2 separate regions of the Macaca mulatta genome follow, and region 2 is linked to region 1. Evidence: chromatin contacts called from public Hi-C data. All regions are on one chromosome and are shown on one strand. Each heading gives the region's core, a stretch centred on a gene start, on an enhancer-like site or on the middle of the called end of the contact. The rest is flanking DNA. Distances are from core to core; before and after follow the strand shown. Region 1 holds the start of TTC1 (tetratricopeptide repeat domain 1). Region 2 holds the start of PWWP2A (PWWP domain containing 2A).

Region 1 (6,634 bases), core at 2,606-5,105:
AGTGGCATGATCATGGCTCACTGCAGCCTCAACTTCCCAAGCTCCAGGGATCCTCCCTCAGCCTCCTGAGTGGTGGGGCTATAGGCTTGTGCCACATGTGGTTATTTTTATTTTTAAAGGCTTTAAAAATTTTTTTAATTAAAAATTTTTTTTTTTTTGGAAAGACAGGGTCTCACTCTGTTGCCCAGGTTGGTCTCAAACTCCTGGGCTCAAGTGATCCTTCAGCCTTAGCCTCCCAAGTGCTGCGATTATAGGAATGAGCCACTATGCCTGGCCTGTGTGACTATTTATTTACTTTCTGAGATGGAATTTCGCTCTTGTCTCCCAGGCTGGAGTGCAATGGCGCAATCTTGGCTCACTGCAACCTCCATGTCCCGGGTTCAAGCAATTCTCCTGCCTCATCCTCCTGAGTGGTTGGGATTACAGGAGCCTGCCACCAGGCCCGGCTAATTTTTTTATTTTTGGCAGAGATGGGGTTTCACTATGTTGGCCAGGCAGGTCTCAGGTCGAACTCCTGTCAGGTGATCTGCCCGCCTCAGCCTCCCAAAGTGCTGGGATTATAGGTGTGAGCCACCCTGTGTGACTATTTAAATTAATTAAAATAAAATTCAGTTTCTCAGCTGTAATAGTGCTCAACAGCCTGATGTAGTCAGCAGCTACCATATTGCATGGTGCAGGATGTAGAACATTCCTATCATTGTAGAAGAGTCTATTGATAGCCCTACCTAAAGAAATTTTCACATAAAAATTTGGTATGTGTCCCACGAAGTGATATAACAATTTACATTCCCAACATGAGTATATGAGTTCCAGCATCCTCTTCTTGTCAACATCAGATCAATGTTCTGATCTGATAGATGAGACATAATGTTTTAGTTTGTATTTTTTATTATTATTAATGAGGCTGAAAGTCTTTTCACATTTTTTGGCCATTTATGTTTTTTTAAATCATTGTTGAACTATCTGAACTTTATCTATTTTAAAAGATTCAAATATAATACTATCCTGTCCCTGATGAGCTATTAAAGCCAAACCATATATGCAGAAGACATTTCTTCATCTGTTTTGCTGGCTTCTTGAAAATTTCGGAAAGATATTTATCAAAATAGCGTAGAAACAGCTAATAGATTAGTACCACAGTTAGCTGAAGGCAATCTGTACTCTCATAGGTTATTTCCTTAAAGTAGAGTTAGTGGCTTACATTTCTCTAAATAACAGGACTAGTACTGCTGTATGTTACTGTTACGAGATATTCTTACAAATTTTCAAATTAGCTATAAAAACACTGATATATAAATAGAAAATATTTATGTTTTAAACATGAATACTACTGTCTGATTATATTTATACGAAAGTCTGGAACAGGAAAAAAACCACCTATGAGACAGGAATCAGAAGAGTGGTTAACCAGAGACTGGTGTGGTTGGGAAAGGAATGACTGATACAGCACACAAATGGAGTTTCTGACATGATGGAAATGTTCTCTATCTTGATAGAAATGTGAGTTACGCAGGTGAATACAACTGTCAAACTCATTGCATTCTACACATGAGAACTGATCTACTGTTTCACTAAATTATATCTCAATTTTTAAAAGGAGCGAAAAAAGTGAAAGAAAGTATTGTTCTACTTAGAATATGACTTACAGGCAATAAAAATAATTATCCTGGCTAGGTGTGGTGGTTCACGCCTGTAATCCCAGCACTTTGGGAGGCCAAAATGGGATGATAGCTTGAGCCCAGCAGTTGGAGACCAGCCTGGGCAACGCGGTGAGACACCGCCTCTATCAAAACACCCATAAAAATTAGCCGGGTAGGGTGGTGCATGCCTGTTGTCCCAGCTACTCAGGAGGCTGAGGTGGGAGGATCCACTTGAGCCCAGGAGGTTGAAACTGCAGTGAGCCGTGATCACATCACTGCACTCCAGCCTGGATGACACAGCGAGATCCTGTCTTAAAAAAAAAAAAAAAAAAAAAAAAAAAAATCCCAAAAGTATTTATGGAACTGAAAGTATGATTTTCTGGCCTAGGAGACACAAAACAGGCTTTACTAAATTAGAGGTGGGGATCAGACTTTGTGACACCTTGAGCCAAGCCATTCAACTGTCAAATCCAGAGGGCACTAGAAAATTAATATAATTTTAGGGCAAAATATATTAAGGTAACAGAAAAGCACTGCTATCTTTTTAACGTAGATGTATAATCAGTGTTTCTAAAAAGCCTGAAACCTGCTATACTGTTATGGAGCAGTACTTAATTTTTTTGAGCTGTATTTGCTTGATAGTTTATGAACTTGGCTCAGTTTTGCCCCTTTTTCCTCCTGTTCTGGTGGCGCACACTAGCACAAAAGCGAACACGTTCACATGAAAGCTAACTGATTTGATAATGAAAGGTGTCTAAGGAGACAGCGAAAGAGAAGATGCTCCTTCCCACCCCAGGCTACCTTCCCCCCCCCCCCACTGTTAGGCTTAGGCTGCGCATTAATTCTCTCAACTCATTACCAATGTATCACAACCTGTTCAGTGAGTGAGCTCGTTAGTGGCATAAACTACAATCTCATTCAAGTTCTTTGTAGACAAACTGAAGCTATTACAGTAACTCTTCAGAGACTACCTTGCTTGTGCAATCAGAAGGAGGTAGGACAGCAGGACTTCAGTCTCCAAAAGTGAAGGCTTGCTCAGTTAAGGGTGTGGCCCCAGAGCAAAGAAACAGGAGATTGTACATTTTATTAGTCTATCTGTTTTGTAGGAAGACAGATATTTTGTTATTACATTCTACATTAGACTCTGGCTTTGGAATCAAACAGATTTGATTTGAGAATCAGTTTTGCAATTCATTAGGCATTTGATCTTCAGCTAATTACTTCACCACTCCAAGTTGTTTCCTTAGGGGAAATAACAGTACATATTTCATAGGCATGTTGTGAGGATTAATGAAAGCACAAGTAACATTTTAAGTCAGTGGATGGCACATTGTAGGCATTCAACAAACGATAGCTAGCTATAATCATACACAATTCTGTTCCTTAAGACCTCCGCAACCAAAACTCCACCAAGATATTCAGGCAGTAATATTTTGCTAACAAGGGATTAGCATAAACAGGAAATGTTCATAAACATAAATGTAGCATAAACATAAAAATGTTCATTACAGAAATTTCAGCAGCCAACCACAGAAAAGGTTATAACAGAAAACTAAAAAGTATATATACATTTTGAAAATAAACAAAAAGACTGTTATGTTACAGACTCCTGAAGTACAAGATGAACATAACTCAAGGTTCACAGAAAATAATGAAAATTTCTTTGCTAAGCAGACACACTCAGTGTTTCCCTGTCATGCCACCGGTTTATCTCAGATCCTACACTACTAAAGCCATAAAAAGACAAAAGGGCAAGTTATTCTTTACCAGAGATGAGGTGGTCTACGATACAGTATCGATCACATTTTAAAATGCAGTGTAAGTGGCAGCTCTTGCACAGTAAATAAAATAATTACCTGTTTCTCTTCATCCGACATGTTTTTTTCCAGTTCTATTAGGTATTCTTCATCTAGTTCAGAGGAATTCACATCTTCATTAGATTTGTTCTCTATCTTGTCCGCTCCTGGCTCCTCCTCAAATGAGGCACTGCAATCATGAAAACACTCCTCTTCTCCCTGGTCCTCCTGGAGATGCGCCTCATCATCCCTGAGCAGCTTACTCTGGGAATGCTGACTTTTGGGATCAGGAACTGGAAGGCCAGCACACTCGGCTTCCTGAGTATCTGTAACCTTCAAACCATTGAACAGATCCTCTGGAACCCTACAGTTCTCTGACTTCTCCCCCATGCTGTCCAGTGAGGGAGGTGACGCTAAAGCTGGGGGTAAACAAAACAAAACAACTGCTATGTAATGGTGCTTATATTTTTAAAAGTTCTGTTTTAAACCTAAACAAACCTCTGCATTACAGCCAAAAAACACACCGTAACTTCCTTTCACTGGAATTCATTATTTAAAAATATAGATTATAAGTAAAAATAATGTCAAATGTCATTTTAACTGAGACCCCTTTCCTGATCAAATCTGGTACTAGACTTTTTTTTTTTTTGAGACGCAGTCTCACTCTGTCACCCAGGCTGGAATGCAGTGGCACGATCTCAGCTCACTGCAACCACTGCGTCCGGGTTCAAGCGATTCTCCTGCCTCAGCCTCCCGAGTAGCTGGGATTACAGGCGCCTGCCACCGCGCCACCGGCTAATTTTTGTAGTTTTAGTAGAGACGGGGTTTCACCATCTTGGCCAGGCTGGTCTGGAACCCCTGACCTCGTGATCCATCCGCCTCGGCCTCCCAAAGTGTTGGGATTACAGGCGTGAGCCACCGCGCCCGGCCCAGAACTTCTAATAAGCAACAAAAGAAGCCGTTTTTAATGTGACTCTTCCACGTTCCACCGTTCGCGTTCTGTTTATATAGCAAAAATTAGGCAGAAACTAAAACAGTGACAAGAAAAAGGAAGCAGCCCTAATTTTCATTCAGAATGAATAACCAAGACACGAGTAAGAAACTATGGTCCGTCTTTTTAGCACCACCACAGGAAACCCAAGAATACGTTTCTAGTGTACCTCAAAATAAAATCCGTGCCAAAACTGTGATCACTTTAACCCAAATGCGTGTAGTAGAGCCCACGCAGCTTACAGTGGAAAGGGAACCTTCGCGCAGGTGACTCGAATCAGAATCACCGTGGGGGTCAGAGTCAGGCATCAGAAAGGGTGACTCTGAACCCTAGCTGCCCAACAGAACACTAGAGATTTAGAAAATACCACTGCTCAGACCCTAACCAAACTCTGATTTATTAGTGTGGCGTCAAGCAAGGGCATCAGAGTTGTTTTTTTTTTCATCCCAGGTGATTCTGACGTGCAGCCAATTGCGAACCACTGCTGTAGAAGCTGAGTCAGAGCATCAGCAGCCCAGATATTTGCAAAAATTTGCTAGAGATTTGCAAAAATGTAAATTGCTCTAGTCGCAGCAAAATCACGCCAACGACCCTTGTGTCACGACAAGAGTCTGAATTCGCCCTAGTATGTTCCAAGAAAACTTAAAAACCAGCAAGACCTTAATACGGAGACTTCGCCTCCACAGCAATGTCTTATTTCTCTTCGCTCCCAGGTCTACTGGAAGAACACAGGAGTCTGAGCTCCTAGGGTTAGGGAAGCGACGCCTCGCGCTTCCAGCAGATTATTCCCTAGCTTCGTTCCTCACAGCCAAGACGCTTAGACCCACGGGGTTACTTACAACCTCACAGCTTCTCCAGTCTCCACCTTCTTAGCCTCAGAGATCTTCTACTTCCGCTCAGTCAGGTGCGCTTCCGTCGATGACGACTAATAGCGTCGCTATCGGCAAAGCATCTTGGGAAATGTAGCGAAACTCTCAGGGAGGAAAGGCATGGTCGCTGTGTGACGTCATTGTACGGAGTGACATTTGAGAGATGGTTGCCATCTTGGGTTACGGCAAGACTTCGCGTTACTCTGCAGAAGAGAAAAAAGGACAAAAGGAAGTATGTCTCTGTGGTGTTCGTTTCACTATTAATTAATTAATTAATTAAATTTATTTTTGAGACAGAGTGTCAGTCTGTCGCCCATGCTGGAGTGCAGTGGTGCAATCACAGCCTCCACTCACTGCAGCGTCAACCTCCTGTGCTCAAGCGATTCTCTTGCCTCAGCCTTCCGAGTAACGGGGACCACAGGTGCGCGCCACCACGCCCAGCTAATTTTTTGTATTTTTAGTAGAGACGGAGTTTCACTATGTTGCTCGGGCTGGTCTTGAACTCTTGGGCTCAAACGATCCTCCCTCTCGGCCTCCCAGAGTGCTGGGATTATAGGCGTGAGCCACCGCGCCCGGCCCTTTTTTATATTTTATTTTTTAAGGGCTAGCCAAGTCAGACAGTGGGAGTAGAGAGGAAACAAAAAGATCTGTAATTGGTTGTGATCAGTTAGTTGTAAACACCACTGCACTCCGACTAACCTCAATTTTATATATATATATATATATATATATATATATATATATATATACATTTTTTGAGACGGAGTCTCGCTCTGTCGCCCAGGCTGGAGTGCAGTGGCCGGATCTCAGCTCACTGCAAGCTCCGCCTCCCGGGTTCACGCCATTCTCCTGCCTCAGCCTCCCGAGTAGCTGGGACTACAGGCGCCCGTCTCCTCGCCCGGCTAGTTTTTTGTACTTTTTTTAGTAAAGACGGGGTTTCACTGTGTTAGCCAGGATGGTCTCGATCTCCAGACCTCGTGATCCACCCGTCTCGGCCTCCCAAAGTGCTGGGATTATAGGCTTGAGCCACCGCACCCGGCCAATAATATTTAAGACTGTAAGGGAACCCTGAGACCAAAAGTGGTTGTCTTATACATTAATTCGAGAAATGTTCATTGAATGTTTATTAGACACTGGGCATTGTGCTGGGATCACAGAATTGAAATATAGTACCCATCCTCAAGGTAGCCAGACAGGTAACCAGCAATGACAGCAGATTAATTCGTTTTCTGTAATTCACAGAACCTATTGCAGAGATAGATAGCTGGAAGAGACTTTTTCAGAGAGTATGAAACTTGGTTTTTGAATTTCCATGTAAATGAGGTTATGCATACAGTT
Region 2 (6,634 bases), core at 1,861-4,360, 120 kb before region 1:
AAACTAGCTGGGCGCGGTGGCGGGCGCCTGTAGTCCCAGCTACTCGGGAGGCTGAGGCAGGAGAATGGCGTGAACCCGGGAGGCGGAGCTTGCAGTGAGCTGAGATCCGGCCACTGCACTTCAGCCTGGGCGACAGAGCGAGACTCCGTCTCAAAAAAAAAAAAAAAAAAAAGATATCCAGTCCTCAGAGAAGGCTTTTGTGACAACCTTATCTAAAGGAGACACCTTTCAGCCCCTCTGCCAGCTACTTCTATTCCCTCACCCTGTTTATTTCTCTCATGGTATTTCTCACGTCTGTGATCATCTTGTTTATTCATTGTTTGCTCATTTTCCAGTTCCCCAACTAGAAAAATAATCCTCAGGAGGGCAGTTACTAAATCTTTCATATATATATTCACCAACCTGGGCAACACATCCCTGTGTTGCCCAGGCTGGTCTTGAACTCCTGAACTCAAGTGATATCTTTTGTATTCTTTATTTCATACCTTCTGCCTGACTAGTCCAGTCACTGAAACATAGTAGTCCTTTAATATTTATTTGTTGAATGAATTAATAAGTGAATGAACAATATATGACCAAATCTTTCTAGTATTAGGAAGCTTGAAGAGTAGTGGAAAAGAGACCTTGAAAGGTAAGATGAGAACACAGAGAGGGCTTTGAAAGCCAAGCAGAAGAAGGTACACTCCATGTGAGCATTGGGAGCCAGTAGAAGCTCTTGAGTTACAGAATGAAATGGTGGCTTAGGACAGTGACTTGGTATGGCACAATCTGCTATGAATCTGAAATGTAAATTACTCATTGCAGCATCTTGTAATGAATTACTACAAGAGGTAATCAGGTCCCAGGACCCGAACTATATTTTTCTCCCTGTGGGAGATTACACAGTGTGAGACCTTAGGGGCTAGGCATTTCATAGACTATATGTTGTGTTTAATTAGTTGATTATGGTGAGCTATAGACAAAGTATTATGGTGAAAACCCTATAAGGCAGAATCTATGTCTGTTTACTGCAAGTATCTAGTCTGAAGGAAATAACTCTTTGTTGAATGAATGATTGAGTGAAAGTCATGTACTTAGAAGGACCCAGGATAGATAGGATCTGCTGTTAGCTAGCTGTGTGACCCTTAAGATCTTATTATCTTTTTATTTTTATTTTTTTGAGATGGAGTTTCACTCTTGTTGCCCAGAGTGGAGTGCAATGGCCAGATCTTGGTTCACTGCAACCTCTGCCTCCCGAGTTCAAGCAATTCTCTTGCCTCAGCCTCCCAAGTAGCCAGAATTACAGGCATGCGCCACCACGCTCAGCTAATTTTGTATTTTTAGTAGAGATGCGGTTTCACCGTGTTGGTCAGGTTGGTCTCAAACTCCCGACCTCAGGTGATCCACCTGCCTCGGCCTCCCAAAGTGCTGGGATTACAGGCTTGAGCCACTGCGCTTGGCCTGCTTAGGATGTTTAACATGGCTAAGGCTTGGCTTCCTCATCTGTAAAAGCAGGAGAAGATTTAAGTCACAGGATTTTAAGTGAGAGCTTTTGGGAAAATCTCTGGTACAAAATGAACACTAAATACATTTTTTTGTGTGTGTGTATTTTTAAATGATATTCTGAAACTTCCCTGATTGGGATCTTCTACTGGCCTTTCCCCAAGAGCCACTTGGTTTGAAATAGGCAGAGCATATGGTGATATTTGTTTATTGCTATTTTCAGTCTTTTCCGTGTAAAACCGAAATTCTGACTATGCATTTTACCAGCCGAGTAACCTTGGGCACCCTCTTTGTGCCTCGAAATTTTAAGGATTGAGATGATATGCTATAGTGTTTGTATTAGTGCCTGGTACATGGTACTTAAAAGACACTAGCTGTAATTATTCTTCAGGACTTTATTTTTTTTACTCTCAATGCTAGCAGCTTTTCTTCCCTCTCTCCTGTAGGCATTCTCCCAGAAAAAAGGCTGACTCTGAGGTGCCATTTGAGAGAAATAGGTTCAGTAGATTCTTCCAGAGATAACAAACGAAGAGACTTGACGTGAGAGTAAGAGAAGTAGGGGCGTTAGGACACTGAAGTGAGAGAGCTTCTTCTCTTGGCATTGGAGAAGCCAGGAAACATAAAGGCTTTTGCAGGGATCAGGTGCGTCCACTTTGCAGTGTATTTGGAGAGAACAAGCAGTGTTCACATATCAGTCCAGCAATGTCTCAAGACTCTTTTCTGGAACAGTCATCAGTTTAATCCAGTGAGGATGGTGTCTCTCCTCTTTCATGAGCATTTTCCTATTTTTGAAATGTTAGTAAGTAGGTGCTTTGTTCCTAGGAAGTGGAGAGAAGTCAAGGAAAATACTCATCGTACTCCTAGAAGTCAATGAAAACACTCCTCGTACTCCTTATGGCAGCTGGAGTGGCTGCCGTGAGCCAGCTGCCATGAGGTTATGGAGAACGTCTTGAATATTCTATTCCCCAGCACCTAGTGCAGTGACTAGCATAGTAGGCACTCAAAAAGTGTCGGTAGGATTATATTTCAAACTTTAGTTGTCTTTCCCAGAGAAGCCTGTCGTGCCCACACGCGGTCGCAAGAAGTCCGCGCCTAGAAATAACATTTATTCTAAGGATCTCTGCGCAGAGATTCTTGGGAAGCGGTTCCCCTCCCACATTCCCTAGTTACTCCTCCCCTCGGCGCCTTTGAAAGAAATAGCACGCCACATGATTCCCTCCTTTCTCCCACCTCCGAAGACCTGACTGATAATGGGCAGGAGCGTAAGCCAACCATAAAACTTTATTTCCTCTTCCAGCCAATAGCAAGAGGGGATGAGTATATGGCTCCTCTTTTGTGACTTCCCCCGCCCCCTTGGATTACGCCCCCTATTCCTCCACTCAGATTCCACACTTGACAACACATCTGGCCAATGAGAAGTTCCTACTCTGCGTGGGAAGGATGGACTGACTAGATGATAGACGTCCACCCCTGGCCAATGGAATATCACAAGTGCGGGAGGGGTGTAGAATGGAACCAATGGCGAGGTGCCAAAAACGAGCATCAGGGAAAGGGCGGGACGAAAGTGTTCGCGGGAGGGAGGGGAAGGCCCAGGGAACCAAGCAGCGCTGCCGCCGCCGCCGCCGCTGCAGCCGGAGTTGGAGGAGGGAGAAGCCAGGAAGAAAATGGCGGCCGTGGCTGCAGAGGCGGCAGCGACTGCAGCGTCCCCCGGGGAGGGGGGCGCCGGCGAGGCCGAGCCGGAGATGGAGCCCATCCCCGGCAGTGAGGCCGGCACTGACCCCCTCCCGGTCACGGCCACTGAAGCGTCTGTGCCGGATGGCGAGACCGACGGGCAGCAGTCCGCTCCTCAGGCCGACGAACCGCCGCTCCCGCCGCCACCGCCGCCGCCGGGGGAGCTCGCCCGCAGCCCAGAGGCGGCGGGGCCGGAGCTGGAGGCTGAGGAGAAACTGTCCGTTCGGGTGGCGGAGTCGGCTGCAGCCGCGCCTCAGGGAGGGCCCGAACTTCCACCTTCTCCAGCATCGCCACCGGAGCAGCCCCCGGCACCCGAGGAGCGCGAGGAGCCGCCGCTGCCTCAGCCCGTAGCCCTGGCGCTCGTGCCGCCGGCGGGCGGGGTTTCCACGGTGTCGCAACTGATCCCGGGCTCGGAGGTGCGGGTCACGCTGGACCACATCATTGAGGACGCGCTCGTCGTGTCGTTCCGCCTCGGGGAGAAGCTCTTCTCCGGGGTCCTCATGGATCTGTCCAAAAGGTACCGCTCCCGCCCCCAGCACGCTCCGGTCCGCTGGGTCCCCAGGGAGGGAGTGAGCCCGGGGGGCCCCCTCTCCCCGAGCCCTCGCTTCCCTGCTGCCCGGGGCCCCGCCCTCTGGTCCTGCGCGGCGCGTGGCGCGCGCTCCGAGTGGGGCAGGCGCGCGAGACCGGGAGAGGGCGGTCCCGGCTCCAGGTGGGCGCCTGCGGGGCAGGTGTGCCACCAGGTGGGAGGGCGCGGGTGCAGATGGGCTCACAGGTCTCACCCCTCACTCCTGGCCTTCTGCGACTTGGCCTGGACTCACCGGCACTGGGCGGGTGGGTTAATGCAAGATGCAGATGGATTATTGCAGAGAACGGCGTGTTGGACAGGGGGAGGGAGGCAATCCTTGCGAGGAGGCACTTGTCTGTCCTCAAATCAACGTTTAACTTTAGCAGGGCTGGAGAAAGGGGTGTGTACATTGGGGATCCCAAAAGGTTACCTGTCACTCCTTACAGGGGGAAGAGCATTTGTTAAAATGAACCTTTTAACTGTGATTCTTACGGTTAGAAGTCATTCCCGTTAGGTTAACCATTCAATAGAGAAGCATATTTTACTAATTTTAATGATAGTTTTAAGAAAAGTTTAAAGAAGAGATTGGAGATTTCAAAAAATCCTTTAATGTCAAGGTGGTGTAGCATAAAAATGTTCAAATAACTTCTAACACCTGGGATACCGTTTATATACTAAGGACAAGAAGGTTGAGTTCATCTACAAATTTGGCTTAACCAGCACATTTTCATTTTTTGATTTAAAATGTTTTTGGGCTCTGCTTTAAACAGGGGAATAAACCTGTTCTAAATCTGGAGTTAACCTTTTTATTCTCTTCTTTTGCAGATATGAAGTGCAGAGACTCCCATTCACGCCTTTCCATTCTGTTTCCTACAATAGCGCACACTCTGATGGTATCTCACCTGTTTGCCATGGCTTATTAGTATGTTTTACTCTTAAACTGCTTGCTTTCCCATCAAGACACAGGAATCCTTCTTTCCCATTTGGGGAAAAAAGCCATTTAAAATTTCATATTAAAGTATGGTGTTTGCGGCGGGAAGATGAGAGCAGTTACTCTGTATTATTTAATCTCAAATATCTTTTTTTTTTTTTTTGAGACGGAGTCTTACTCTGTCCCCCAGGCTGGAGTGCAGTGGTGCCATATCGTCGCACTGCAACCTCTGCCTCCTGGGTTCAAGCGATTCTCCAGCCTCAGCCTCCCAAGTAGCTGAGACTCCAGCCTCAGCCTCCCAAGTAGCTGGGACTCCAGGTGCGCGCCACCATGCTGGTTTAATTTTTGTACTTTTTAAGGAGAGACAGGTTTTCACCATGTTGGCCAGACTGGTCTTGAAATCCTGACCTCAGGTTATCCACCCGTCTCAGCCTCCCAAAGGGCTGGGATTACAGGCATGTGCCATCATGCCAGGCCTCAAGTATCTTTTTTAAAAATAATTTTGGATTAGGGCATTTGCACTTCTGTTTATGTTTGTTTGTTTACTTATTTAATAGAGACGGGGTCTTGCTGTGCTGCCCAGGCTGGTCTCAGACTCCTGGGCTCAAGCGATCCTCCTGCCTCGACCTTCCAAAGTGCTGAAATTACAGGCATGAGCCACTGCGCCCGGCCTGCACTTCTGTTTTCATAATTAGAAAGCAGAATAAGGTGAGTGTACTTTCTATTGATGTATTTTATTTATTTACTTATTTTTTTTTTGAGACGGAGTTTTGCTGTTGTTGCCCAGGCTGGAGTGCAGTGGTGTGATCTCAGCTCAGCTCACTGTAACCTCCACCTCCTTGATTCAAGCGATTCTCCTGCCTCAGCCTCCCAAGTAACTGGGGGCTAATTTTGTATTTTTAGTACAGATGGGGTTAACCATGTTGGTCAGGCTGGTCTCAAACTCCTGACCTCAGGTGATCCACCCACCTTGGCCTCCCAAAGTGCTGGGATTACAGGCATGAACCACCTCGCCCGGACTCTGTTAATGTATTTAATAGTGAGAGACACTCAGTGGTGTGTATGCTGTTGAATGAAACAGAAGAGATGGCCAGTGATTGTGTGAGAATCTGGATTTCAAATCTGCAAAAGGAAGGTGCAGAAGGTAAGTTGATTTTGGAAATGGAATGGATAAGTGCTCATTGTGTTAGTGCTTTATTTTTAAAAAATTTTCTTTGGTAGAGAATTGCAATTGAGTTTTGGTCTCTTGCTATCAGTGCCTAGAAACAGCAATTTCTTTTATTGGAGGAGCTATTCCTAATATGAACCTTTTCCATTTGAATATTCTGAAGTGAAAGGATCCTATTATTATTATTATTTATTTATTTATTTTTTCGAAGACGGAGTCTTGCTCTGTCACACAGGCTGGAGTACAGAGGTGCGATCTCGGCTCACTGCAACCTCTGCCTCCAGGGCTGAAGCAATTCTCCTGCCTCAGCCTCCTGAGTAGCTGGGATTATAGGCGCCCAGTGCTTTGGGAGGCCAAGGCAGGCAGATCACTTGAGTGCAGGAGTTCCAGAGGAACCTGGGCAACATGGTAAAACCCTACCTCTACCAAAAAAAAAAATATAAAACTTAGCTGGGCATGGTGGCTTGTGCCTGTGGTGCCAGCTACTTGGGAGGCTAAGGTGGGAGGATCTCTTGAGCCCCGGAGGTGGAGGTTACAGTGAGCTAAGATCATGCCACTGCAGTCCAGTCTGGGTGACAGAACGAGACCCTGTCTTAAAAAAATAATTGTGGAAATGTTGAGGAAATAAAACACAGTGACTCTAAAATATAGCAATTCAAGGAATTCTTATTGGACTAATGATTGACTAGTTGAATTTCCTTTTTTTTATAGTTTCATCCGGGAAAACGGACCAGCCAGTATATTTTGTAATTTGCAC

The links. Hi-C and Micro-C count contacts between places; a contact is called where the count stands out from the background.
Region 2: a Hi-C map of fetal cortical plate shows a contact between it and region 1, with 3 times the contacts expected there. The contact joins the promoter of PWWP2A here to the promoter of TTC1 in region 1. A contact is called at or near these places in 2 of 14 Hi-C or Micro-C datasets (blood and fetal cortical plate).

Annotation. Positions count from the first base shown.
Region 1 is chr6:168,866,752-168,873,385 of T2T-MMU8v2.0, reverse strand. It overlaps TTC1 (tetratricopeptide repeat domain 1), which reads right to left and starts at 3,855. Exons shown (of 7, transcript NM_001266114.1): 1 at 3,497-3,855. The coding sequence starts at 3,826.
Region 2 is chr6:168,981,042-168,987,675 of T2T-MMU8v2.0, reverse strand. It overlaps PWWP2A (PWWP domain containing 2A), which reads left to right and starts at 3,110. Exons shown (of 5, transcript XR_013394980.1): 1 at 3,110-3,730.